2 separate regions of the Anas platyrhynchos genome follow, and region 1 is linked to region 2. A link is a contact called in public Hi-C data. All regions are on one chromosome and are shown on one strand. Each heading gives the region's core, a stretch centred on a gene start, on an enhancer-like site or on the middle of the called end of the contact. The rest is flanking DNA. Distances are from core to core; before and after follow the strand shown. Region 1 holds the start of ZDHHC6 (zDHHC palmitoyltransferase 6). Region 2 overlaps TECTB (tectorin beta).

Region 1 (5,333 bases), core at 2,817-5,316, 66 kb after region 2:
AGAGTAAAAGATGCATGATTCTGGTATCCACAACAGTTGTTGATCCAAGGACAATGGTGATCCATCTTCATGACACATCTGTGAATAATAAATTCTGATTAATATAGAAGACAAATGAGTTTTGTGGGTTTTTTTGTTTATTTGTTTTTTTAAAGAAAAGGACAGCTAGCTTTCTACAGCCTTCACTCGTTAATTTAAACCCATCCATTTCTGACAGATCAACACAGCAGTGTCCTTTGTTGTTGTTATTCAAAATAATATTTCATGTTGTAGAATGAAAGAAAACAAAACAAGTACTTGCAGGTCCTACTCTTCCTGATCATGTGCCCTCCACCTTACTCAAATTTTCTAGGTGTTAATAAACACCAGAATTCAGAATCAACAGGCAAGGGAATTTTAAGAACCAATTATGAACATCATAATTAATCACTAATGTTACTGCCATTTTTTTCTAAATAAGCACACACAAAAACAAAAGAAATGTCGAATCCCATGTGTACTTCTTGCTTAAAGAAGAGGGATTTCTCATTAAACTCTCCTGGTTTTGGTAGAAGATCCTCTGAAATCTTCATTAATTGCTACATATTGACCTCACACCACTCTAAGTCCTTTCCTAAATCTGTTTATTAGTGTAAACACCCTAGAGACACCCTTGTATCCAATATTAAGCCAGTTATTTTGCTTCGGCTTACAGGTGAAAAAAAAAAAAAAAAAAGAAATGATAAAAGATTTGTCCACATACCAAATTGCCTAGATTTAACTGAGCAGGTGTAAAACTTACTAATTGCAATTTTTAATTACAACTGCAGACCAAAGGTAAGTGATAAACAAAGGGTTGGATTGCAAAAATATCCAGTTCCTCTGAAATCAAAAGTTAATTGTTTTGGAACTACCAGTGTCGTTTATCTTTTAAGATAGTTCACTCCCAACAGGGAGTTCAGTCTCTCCCTTTGAAAAAAATTAACACTTTGTTAGCGTATGCTCAGCTCTTGCTGTACAAGTTTTTGAATATGTAGTCAAAATTAGCAGCACAAGTGTTTCTGAAGAAGTTCCTGGGTCTTGGCTAGAAATCTCACTCCATTCATGAGGGCCACAGGAATTGTATCCATTCAAACTTGACAGAGCATAAAAGACTTTGTGGTGATTTATGTTAAATACCTCATCGCACTGCAACAGTCTAGAAATACATGCAGAGTGAGTTATTTTGGCCAGAGCTGAGGGGGCAGGAACTTCTTTAAATAGTCTATTTTTCTAGATTATTTTGCCAATACGTGCTTCAGTTTCTTCTGGTTTATTTCACTAATGATAAATTATTAAAATAACTTGCTTTTGCAGAGACAATCATCAGAATCTGCTGCCATTTCTAAATAACTCCTCAGCATACGGACTGTCACTCAGAGAAAGACTAATTTTAAAACTTGGGATGATGCAGCTAAATGACAGCCCTGGTCTGTGGTTTCAGGCTCTGCTTCCTGAAAGCACAGTGATTGGGTAACTTGTATTTATAGAAATAACAAATGAATGTGCATGTTACAATACCCTTTTACCATGATCTCTAGTTAGTCCTTCAGAGGAGGACCTGCACAGTAAACGGTTAAAGGCATCTACAGTGTGGACTGCAAACAGTGCAAGTGTCTTGCCTTTTTTTTTTTTTTTTCAAGCTGCACTAAATTTCAGTGCAGCTATTTATAATAAAAACATATAAACATTAGCTCTAAACAGACCTGTTGGAAGATTAACACATAAAAAAGGCACAAATATTTTAAGTTAACCACAAAGGCTTATGTCTTGACTTAACAAGGAAACTCCCTCTGAAAAAAAAAAACACCTTCAGCACATGGTAAAGAGCAGTCCAAAATTCCCACTCAAATCAACATTTTAACTGGTAAGATAACAGAACAGGCTTTTGTACTGCCTGAACAGGACAACGCTTGGGCTCAGAACTTAGAAAGGACTGAAAGATTTTTAGGTATTTACATAGGCTCACCTCCCTGAAACAGTACTGAAATATTCTGTTAATACTGTCAAGTTCTTAAGAGAAACTGATTTTCAACTAAGAAGAAAACGTTAAAGGCAGATAAACTTATTTATCTTTCTTCACTATAATGCTGTAAGAACAGACAGAAGTCATACAACTGGAAATATCTGAAACAGGTACAATGTCCATTGGGAAACCTTTTAAAAATATACAAGACCTGAAAGAATGAATAATATTAATAGTTATCACTAGCACAGTAGTTGCTTTCAGTACAAACAAAGCAATTTTAAAGAGACAATACCTGTTACATTTTCGACAGTGGTGTGAACGTGGTGCCTTGTAAGACTGACATACTTTACAGTATTGGAGATACATGCAATCCTGAGAATTTTCCTTTAAACAGAAGAGTGGGCATATTAGACAGAATACATAATTCTACTGGCAACACACATCTTGGCACTTGCACAGCCTAATGCATCCTTGCTTTCTTCTGACAGGGTGTGTTCCACAACCCAACCCTATTTAATGGTAGGTGGTGGGAGGGGGGAAAAAAAGAAGAAAAAAAATCTCTGCTATCGACACAGCCATCTCTCACTGTTGAGAGTGCTCCTAGCTAAAATAAACAAACAATTCTTCAATCAGGATTAGGAATTGTGCAAACAGGGTTTGATAGCGAACTGAGAGTCTAAAAGAGCATGGGGCCTTTATCACTAAAAAAAATAATAACTGTATGCCTTGTCTTTTGTTTTAACCTATGAGCCAGTCTAGGCAAGCTACTAGAAATGGTACTACTGAGCGTTAATGTTGAGCTGGCTCTCATCACGCTCTTGTCTCCCTGTCTTACAGAAACACTTGTGTATGATAGCTACAGAGACAGAGAAACTTGTAGAGAGCATGTATTAATGCTGCACAAAGTGGAGTAGACAGTAACCCCGTTGGGACTACCTTTGGATATTCTTTTCCCTACACTTGGTCTTGAGAACTAGCTCATGAATAGAAGTGCGATTATTCCTAGTGTTGGTGTTCCTGAAACACAAGCTTTGGCCAGCTGTCTCGAGATACCGAGCCTGCATCACGCTGGTCCTTGACTGCTGCTATTCTGAGAGGTTACTGAAGGGAAGGAAGCGAGAATTTCTACCTTGACTTGCAAATAGGGTGGTACAGCACTGACACGGGCTGCCCCATCCCTGGTAGTGCTCAAGGCCAGGCTGAATGGGGCTCTGGGCAACCTGCTGTGGTGGGGCTGGAATCGGGTGCCCTGTGCGCTCCCTTCCAACCCTGGCCACTCTGTGCCCACAACGCTGTGCTGAACCCTAGCCTAGCACGTAATTTGCTGCCTCACCTTCAATTTACTGAATGAAGTCTGTACCACTGGCGGCGAAGCCTGCACCACCCCAGCACCTGCATGAGCGTGCAGGGAACCCCGAAGCTCCAGTTCCTGCGACAGGGCGCGACAAAGGCGCGACAGAGGCGCGACATGGGGCTTCCCCAGCCCTCCCCCCCCTCCCCTTTCCCTTTCCCCTCCCCATCCCCATCCCCGCAGCGAGGCAGCTCTTACCGGCGTCCACCCCAGCGGGACGTACCCGGGGCCGACGAACATGGCGCTGAAGTAGTTGTAGAGGATCATGACGGTCCAGTTGAGGAGCACCACGAAGTTGACGCTTCCCCCGGCGGTGTCCAGGGGCCAGTACCACAGCGCGGCGTCCGCCATGGCGGTGGCGGAGCAGACGGCCACCACGGCCAGGGCCACCAGCGGCCCCCAGTGGCACAGCCGCCGCGCCTGCCGCAGCCCCCCCGGGCCGCCCATGGCCGCTACCGCCGCCCGCCCGCTGCCGCCGCCGCCGCCGCCGCCTCCAGCCCGCCGCCCATGGCCCCGGCGGCCGCTGAGGGAGATGGAGGGGAGGGAAGGGAAAGGGAAGCGCCGGGCTTCAGCCCCGCCCCGCACGGCCTCAGGAGCCTGGCAGTCCGCGGCTATCGGGGACCTCTGGGAAACGGAGTCCCGGCCCGTGTGGAGGGGTGGGCTGGGGTCAGGCATGGAAGCGGTAGGGTTGGAAGAGAGCTTCGAGACCTTCATCGGGTCCAGCCCTCCCTACACCACCACTGTCACACCCTGAACCCTGTCCCTAAGCACTACATCCAACCTCTCCTTGAACACCACCAGGGATGGTGATACCACCACCTCCCTGGGCAATCCATCCCTATACCCGACCGCTCTATCTAGGCAGAAATGTCTCCTTGTTTCCAATCTGAACCTCTGCTGGCGCATCTTGAGGCCATTCCCTCTGGTCCTATCACCAGTTATGCGTGAGAAGAGGCCGACCCCCGCTCCCCACACCTTTCAGACAGTTTTAGAGAGCAACGAGCTCTGCCCTGAGCCTCCTCTGCCCCACACCAAACACCCCCAGTGCCCTCATCCGCTCCTCACAAGACTTATGCTCCAGACCCCCCACCAGCTTTGTAGCCCTTCTCTGGACACGCTCCAGGGCCTCGATGCCCTTCTTGTGCTTAGGGGCCCAAAACTGAACGCAGTACTCAAATACAGGGGGGACAATCACCTCCCTGGTGCTGCTGGCCACCCTACTCCTGATACAAGCCAGGGTGCCGTTGGCCTTCTTGGCCACCATGGGCACACTGATGGCTCATGTTGAACTTAGCAATATGGTTTAGTGAAGGACTTGTTAGTGTTAGGTCAGAGGTTGGACTCGATGACCTTGAGGTCTCTTCCAACCTAGAGAATTCTGCGATTCTGCCCCAAGCCCGCAGCGCTCCACGGGGTTGTTTTTCAACAGGCGGGGTTGCAGCGGACGGGCCGACCACCATCTCCTGAGCATCAGAGCTGCAGCTGGAGCCTTAATGGCTCACTGCGAGGGGCTGGGTGGGTGACACCGCAGCCATCCCCCAGAAGAGGAGGAGAACTGCGGCGGAACCCTGTGCCAAGCGCCGTGCGGGCGGCGGGGAGGCGTTTTTGCAGCGAGCAGAACACGGAAGCGGCTCTGCGAGGAGCGGCGCCCCCCCTGCCGCTGCCGCCGCCGCCGCCGTCGCCATGTCCTCCGACTTCGAGAGCTACGAGCAGGACTTCGCCGTGCTGACGGCCGACATCACGGGCCGCATCGGCAAGGTGCCCAAGCTGCTCGGAGGTGAGCCCGGCGGGGAGAGGGGGCTCGGCAAGGAGCCCGGCCGGCAGGGTAGGGCAGGGCGGAGCGGGGGCAGCCTCCCGCCGGCTGCCTCACGAAGCTGGCTGCGGGTCCCTGTGCTTCTGGCCGGGGATGGAGGAGGAGGGCTGTGGGGGTGCTGCTGCTGCTGCACCTGCCCGGTGCTGAAGGCTCGCTGTTGGGGTCCTGCCACACGGTGAATA
Region 2 (5,361 bases), core at 2,206-4,705:
TGTCCAGAGGTGTCTGAAGCTGCCACGTTTTGCATGGTACTGATAGCATCTGATGCTTTTTCTTTTTCTCTTCTAAAGAATGCCAAGTTTTCAAGCATAAAAGAAGCCCCTTTTGTCGTTGAAACATCAGAAATTGGTTCTGACATATTTGCTGGAGTGGAAGCTAAGGGCTTAAGTGACAGGTAGGTGAGAAAGGAGAAACAACAAGTTGGCAACCAGGATGCTACGTGCTCATCTGATGCTTGTGCCTCCCCAGGTTCAAGGTCGTTCTCAACAACTGCTGGGCAACTCCCTCCTCGGAGTACTTCTACCAGATCCACTGGCCTCTCATCACCAAGGGGTAGGTTCTGGTGGGACCTGGGGAGCAGCTCTGCCCATCCCAGAAATGTGGGGAGCAATGAGAGGGCAACCCCCTGGTGCTCGAGGCAGCAAGGGAAGGGATGGGAGTTGTAACTGGTGCTGTGGGGAGCAGCCCCTTCCAGCCGTAGGCTTGTCCCCACTATGTGCTGCCTTCCTCTGCCCACCAGCAGGCACCACAGTGAGTTCTCAGCCCCCTTTGCTCACTGGGGCCTGCTGCCCTCGGTGGCTGCCACAGACCTGAATGTGCAGCAGACCCTGGGCCATCTGCAGTCACAATAGGTGGGAAGGAAAGCAAGAGTGGGGACAAAACTTTGAGTGCTGGTTAAAAGGAGATGACTTGAGAATAACTGGAAGGCTTTGCTGACCCTGCAATGCTTGTTAATCAGTCAGATGCCAAAAGGTCTTGATTTCTGCAGGCCCAAACAGTCCCCTTTCACACCGTGTCCTATTGCTCCCCAAGCATCTGAAAGCTGGGCAAATGCCTCCATCAGACCAGGACCTCAGGACGTGGTTATTCACAGGTCAGGGTCTGACACTGCTTCTTCACACACAACACAGGTGTGCCACAGACAACTCCATTCTTGTGCATGAGAATGGGAAGACAAGCCGGGCAACCTTCCAGTTTAATGCTTTCCGCTTCCAAAACATCCCCAAGCTGTCCAAGGTCTGGCTGCACTGCGAAACGCACGTCTGTGACAGTGAGAAGTTCTCCTGCCCAGTGGTAAGGCCTCCCTCTAAGAAAAAACTTGCTAAATTTGGACAGAGAATGTCGAGAAGCTCCTGGGAGCACGTCGGGTGGGGAGCTGGCAGCAGAGCTTGCATTAGATGGAGCCACCGCGAGACGTTAACCTGAGTGGTGGGCTGTGCACCCTGATCCCTGTCATGCCACATTGGGCAATCTGTTTAAACATGTTGGGAAATAATGTAGCCATTTAAAAAGTCAGTTTTTGTCAATATGCCAGACGACGCTCCTGTTTGACAATTAGCTACAGCTAAACAAAAGCATGAGAAAAAAAAAGGAGGAAGTAGAGCACTTCCCATTTTACCAACTGACTCAGTGCTAAGGCTCAAAGCTCACCTCAGCCCGAACAAAACCTCCCGGTCCTCCTTCTCGTGGAAGGGTCTCCTCTCTGCTATCCTGCAGCTCTGCAGTAGGCTCTGCTCTTGAAGCTGTGCTATTCTGCAGGAAATACGCAAATTGTTACTGGAGCAGGGACTGAGATGGCAGAGATGTTTCAGTGGCCTTAGGTGGGAATGAGGGGGGAGATGCTGTGCAGTTATTTAGCACGGGGAGTTATTTAGCACCAGCTGATGCTAGGGTGAGGGTTACTAAAGGGTCTTTCTTTAAAGACTTCTCCACCTCCTTCAGTAAGTCTTCACTGTTCCTTCTCTCACTCAATGAATATGTCTTTGCTATAAAGTGAAGCTGAATTTTATTTAACCTGAACTGAAAGCCCAAAATACTCTTTTGCACATATCCTGTCATTTCATCAACAATTAATTCTTGCTGAAGAAGAGAAAATGTCACTCTTGGTCAAGCCAACTTTTCTTTATACACCCCTTCTCAGTCCAGGAGCCACTATAAGAGAGCAGTTTATTATTACCCAGCCTCAGCAGTAAGCAGGGGGGACTGATTTATGCAAAAGCTACAGATCTGATAGAAATGCATTGTTAGAAATTCCAAATTTCAAAGGCAAAAGAAAAATCTTTCAGCTTACATTTTGTTGTTTGCTTTTAAAGATTTTTTCCAACTCTTTATCCAGCCACAGACCAGAATAAAAAAAATAAATATAATAGTAAAACAACAACAACAAAACAACAACAAAACGTGTTCTATATCTGCTTTTCTGACATTGCTGCCAAACATCTACGTCATCCTTATAGTCACAGGGTTGAATTCGTAATTGCTCCATCAGGCCAACCTCCACAGAGTCCACAGCCAACCCAAAAATGCAGCTGGCGGTCTGCTGCAATTAAGGCTGAACCAAGCAAGGCATAACCAGAATTATCACACACCAGTTTTGTACAAAATGCTCACAGCTGGGGACTTGCAAAGGTCAGGGAATGGACAGGGACCTTTAAGCTAGAGAGCAAGGCCTCCAATACAGACCTTGTCAGCTGTGACAGGAGTCCTTAGAGCTTAGATCGGTTTGGAAGGGTTTTGATGCTTCACGCTCATACCCAGTGGGCAACAATTACACTTAGCAATAAACAACAACAGAAGTCTTCGCAGAGGTCATGGGTTAAATAGATGGAGCTCGGCTACCCCCTTCCTTCTTGACAGGAGGTTTGTTTGTGGCAGCATGCAAAGGGCAGCCCAAGAGGAGGTGTGATCAGCCGGCAGATGCCCATCTGCGCTCCTGCCACCTCACAACTGAAAAGGGCACTTAGACTGACAGCCACCATAAAAGCTGTGGCACACTAAAATCCTCATAAAATACACAGTAAAAGCTCTCCTTGAACGTCTCCTGCATTAAAATGTCCCAATTTAAAAAAAAAAAAAAACAAACAGTCCCGAGAAAACATGCAGCAAAATCTACACAGATTTTATTTACTTGGTTGGAAATATGAGAGCTGGGTTTGGATATAAATATTTAGATTATATATTAATTTTGTATAATTCAATCATTATACACTGCTTTCTCTCTGATCTCTTGAGACATGTGACAAACGAAAACAGCGCATGGAACAAACCGGAGGTGTTTTGGTGGCAGAGATCTCTGTCCGCAGTAAGTGGCTGGGTTTCTGGGGTGTTTCTCCCTTTGGGAAGCAATGAACTGGGGAGCAGCCGGTGACTTGCAGAGCAGGGCAAGCACAGGGAGCAGAACTGCTCCCCTGTGAGAGCAAGAATCTTGAACAGAACTTGGTCCTTGGTCCTTCTGTTCAAGCTGTTCTGTTCTGTTCTTGAACAGAACCAGGTTTGTAGCTCTGACAGAATAGCTCAGTGAAACTCTCCCCATTCACAAAGTGAGTAACTGCACCCATTTGGCATTAAAGATAAATGGCCAAACCACTTACGCACCAAGTTAGCAATGTAAACCCTGTTCACCCGTGTTTGACCTCAGCAACAGCCCGGACAAGCGCTGATAGATTGCACGTGAGTGGGAGAGAGGCCAGGCTTAGGAGCAGCAGGAAAGCTGCACCGAGGTTTTCTTTGCACAGCTAGTGGGTTCTTCAGCATAACCATAAACATAGCCGATTAACCGCGTGTGCCTGTTGCTCCTCCTACACAAATCTAACAGCCATCAATTTTTCCCCTTACAAAGCAAAACCTTTTTCCTCTTAACTGCTGCCTCCTGGAGGCACCAGGAGTTTCTCCCTGAGCTACTTTAATTCTGCAATCCAGCATCTTTTGAAACAAGTCCTTGGAAAAAGGTATACCTTAATCAATACTTTCACCAAAGCTCTTTATACTAGTTTATCAACCACAACCACACCATCCTGCAAGCCAATTTAAAATTAAAAATATATATACAGCAGCGTTATTGCTATTCAGTATGTTACACCAGTAAAACTCCACTAATTTAAAAAAAAATAATAATAAAAGAATTGAGGATCCTTTTACAACTTCAGAGAGTAAAGCCAAGAGTAAGAAATACCCAGAATTTCAAAATGTTGCAAAAGTTATCTGTTCTGATTTTACAAAGCACACTAGTGCACTTTGCCCTATTTTAAACATGCCATTCAAGTGTTATCTTTTTCTTTTATTTTACACAGGCAAAGGTTTATCCAGATTTTACACACTCTCAGGTAAACAGCAAAATACAACAATGATTATATCAATACCAAATAAGAATCCTGACTGGCTCTGTCAACATAAAACCCATAGTTCAAAAAAAGACCTGGTAATTTTTATAAATTCAACTGAAAAGAAAATATTTTACAATCTTGTATCTCAATGTTAGACATTTTGTTTTCCTCTTCTAGGTACATCCTTCACCCTGGACAATGAAATCATACTAATAATTTCCAATACTGAACATTAACTTATCTTAATTTTACACGTACTTCCCAAAAAGGAACAAATGCATCCCACTGGGTTAACAGAGATGTTTGGAAAGCATTTCTATTTGGGAGAGTTTGAAAAACCCCTTCAGAGCCTGTTTGCTAAAACCTGATATGGTGACAGACCCATGTTAAAGCATGCAGTTACAATGGTAGGGATGCGAATAAAACAGGAAAGGTAACTGAAAGTGAAGTACTCACATTTAGTTTTCATTTCTCTTGCAGATATCATCTTCCATCTCCTCTTCACGATTGGATTTTGTGCTGCTTTATTATAAAAAGCAGCTTAGCTGAGTTTCTTAACTTTTCCCAATTCTGTTTGGACCTGGACTTCTTTACTGAAGATGTCTATTTTACAGAGAAGAAATTAAACTCACAAAAAATCCTTGTGCACCATTTCACCAGACAAATAAACCATTCCATTAGCTTTGTGCCTCTAGTATCAGAGAACCCCAAAGCTGTTTCACCTCCCCCAGATCTCTGCAGGTGTTTTAAATAATGAAAACCCAACAGTTATGTATTTTACTCATGCCTCCTTTTAAAGAGCAGTGATGCCAACTGCATTTATTTCTATACAAGTTTCTATTGAAACTTAGCACTTTCCAATGCCAAATTTCCCTTCAGGGTCCCCCTTCTCTGTCAGTCTCAATGTGGCATCAAACTCACCTTCAGGTCTGCTCCTGCAAGGCCCTGAACACCTCAGCTTGATCTGTGGAACCTTCCAACGCAACAAAAACTAACTTAACAGTTCAAGGATAGGAGAAAAGGGTGCCTTGTACATAACAATAATTAGAAGGCTGTTGGCATTACCTGACATTTCTTTCCTGTTTCTCAGCAGTGTCTATATGGATTGGGTGGGTGAAGCAGAGCTCAGCATGTGCTGCAGTAGGCACAACACCATTGGGACTAAGGTGTCTTGCTGACTGGACAGGCTTAGTGCTGAAGAGCTGCATGGTGTGGATGCAAATTAAGCACATCCAAGGCTGGAAAACAAAG

Evidence for each region. A called contact is a pair of places that touch in the nucleus more often than the background predicts.
Region 1: a contact with region 2 is called in a Hi-C map of F5 follicle, with 2.3 times the contacts expected there. The contact joins the promoter of ZDHHC6 here to the enhancer-like site in region 2. A contact is called at or near these places in 4 of 8 Hi-C or Micro-C datasets (F5 follicle, liver, small yellow follicle and 1 more).

What each region holds. Positions count from the first base shown.
Region 1 is chr6:31,814,120-31,819,452 of IASCAAS_PekinDuck_T2T, forward strand. It overlaps ZDHHC6 (zDHHC palmitoyltransferase 6), which reads right to left and starts at 4,067. Exons shown (of 10, transcript XM_038181457.1): 1 at 3,537-4,067; 2 at 2,280-2,371; 3 at 1-78. The coding sequence starts at 4,052. It overlaps VTI1A (vesicle transport through interaction with t-SNAREs 1A), which reads left to right and starts at 4,897. Exons shown (of 9, transcript XM_021268815.4): 1 at 4,897-5,115. The coding sequence starts at 5,022.
Region 2 is chr6:31,748,341-31,753,701 of IASCAAS_PekinDuck_T2T, forward strand. It overlaps TECTB (tectorin beta), which reads left to right. Exons shown (of 11, transcript XM_005014464.6): 6 at 79-182; 7 at 257-340; 8 at 919-1,081; 9 at 3,020-3,089; 10 at 4,078-4,110; 11 at 4,591-4,792. The coding sequence ends at 4,643. LOC110351790 (a long non-coding RNA gene) reads right to left here. Exons shown (of 5, transcript XR_002399636.4): 2 at 5,176-5,348; 3 at 4,567-4,713; 4 at 1,439-1,540; 5 at 1,075-1,352. Among named protein-coding and RNA genes, the nearest start is that of TECTB, 8.0 kb to the left of the region's middle. Within about 2 kb of position 3,456, at least 1 of the 8 cell types and tissues checked has an H3K27ac peak or open chromatin away from gene starts, as enhancers often do. A contact at or near this core is called in F5 follicle, where this site is marked.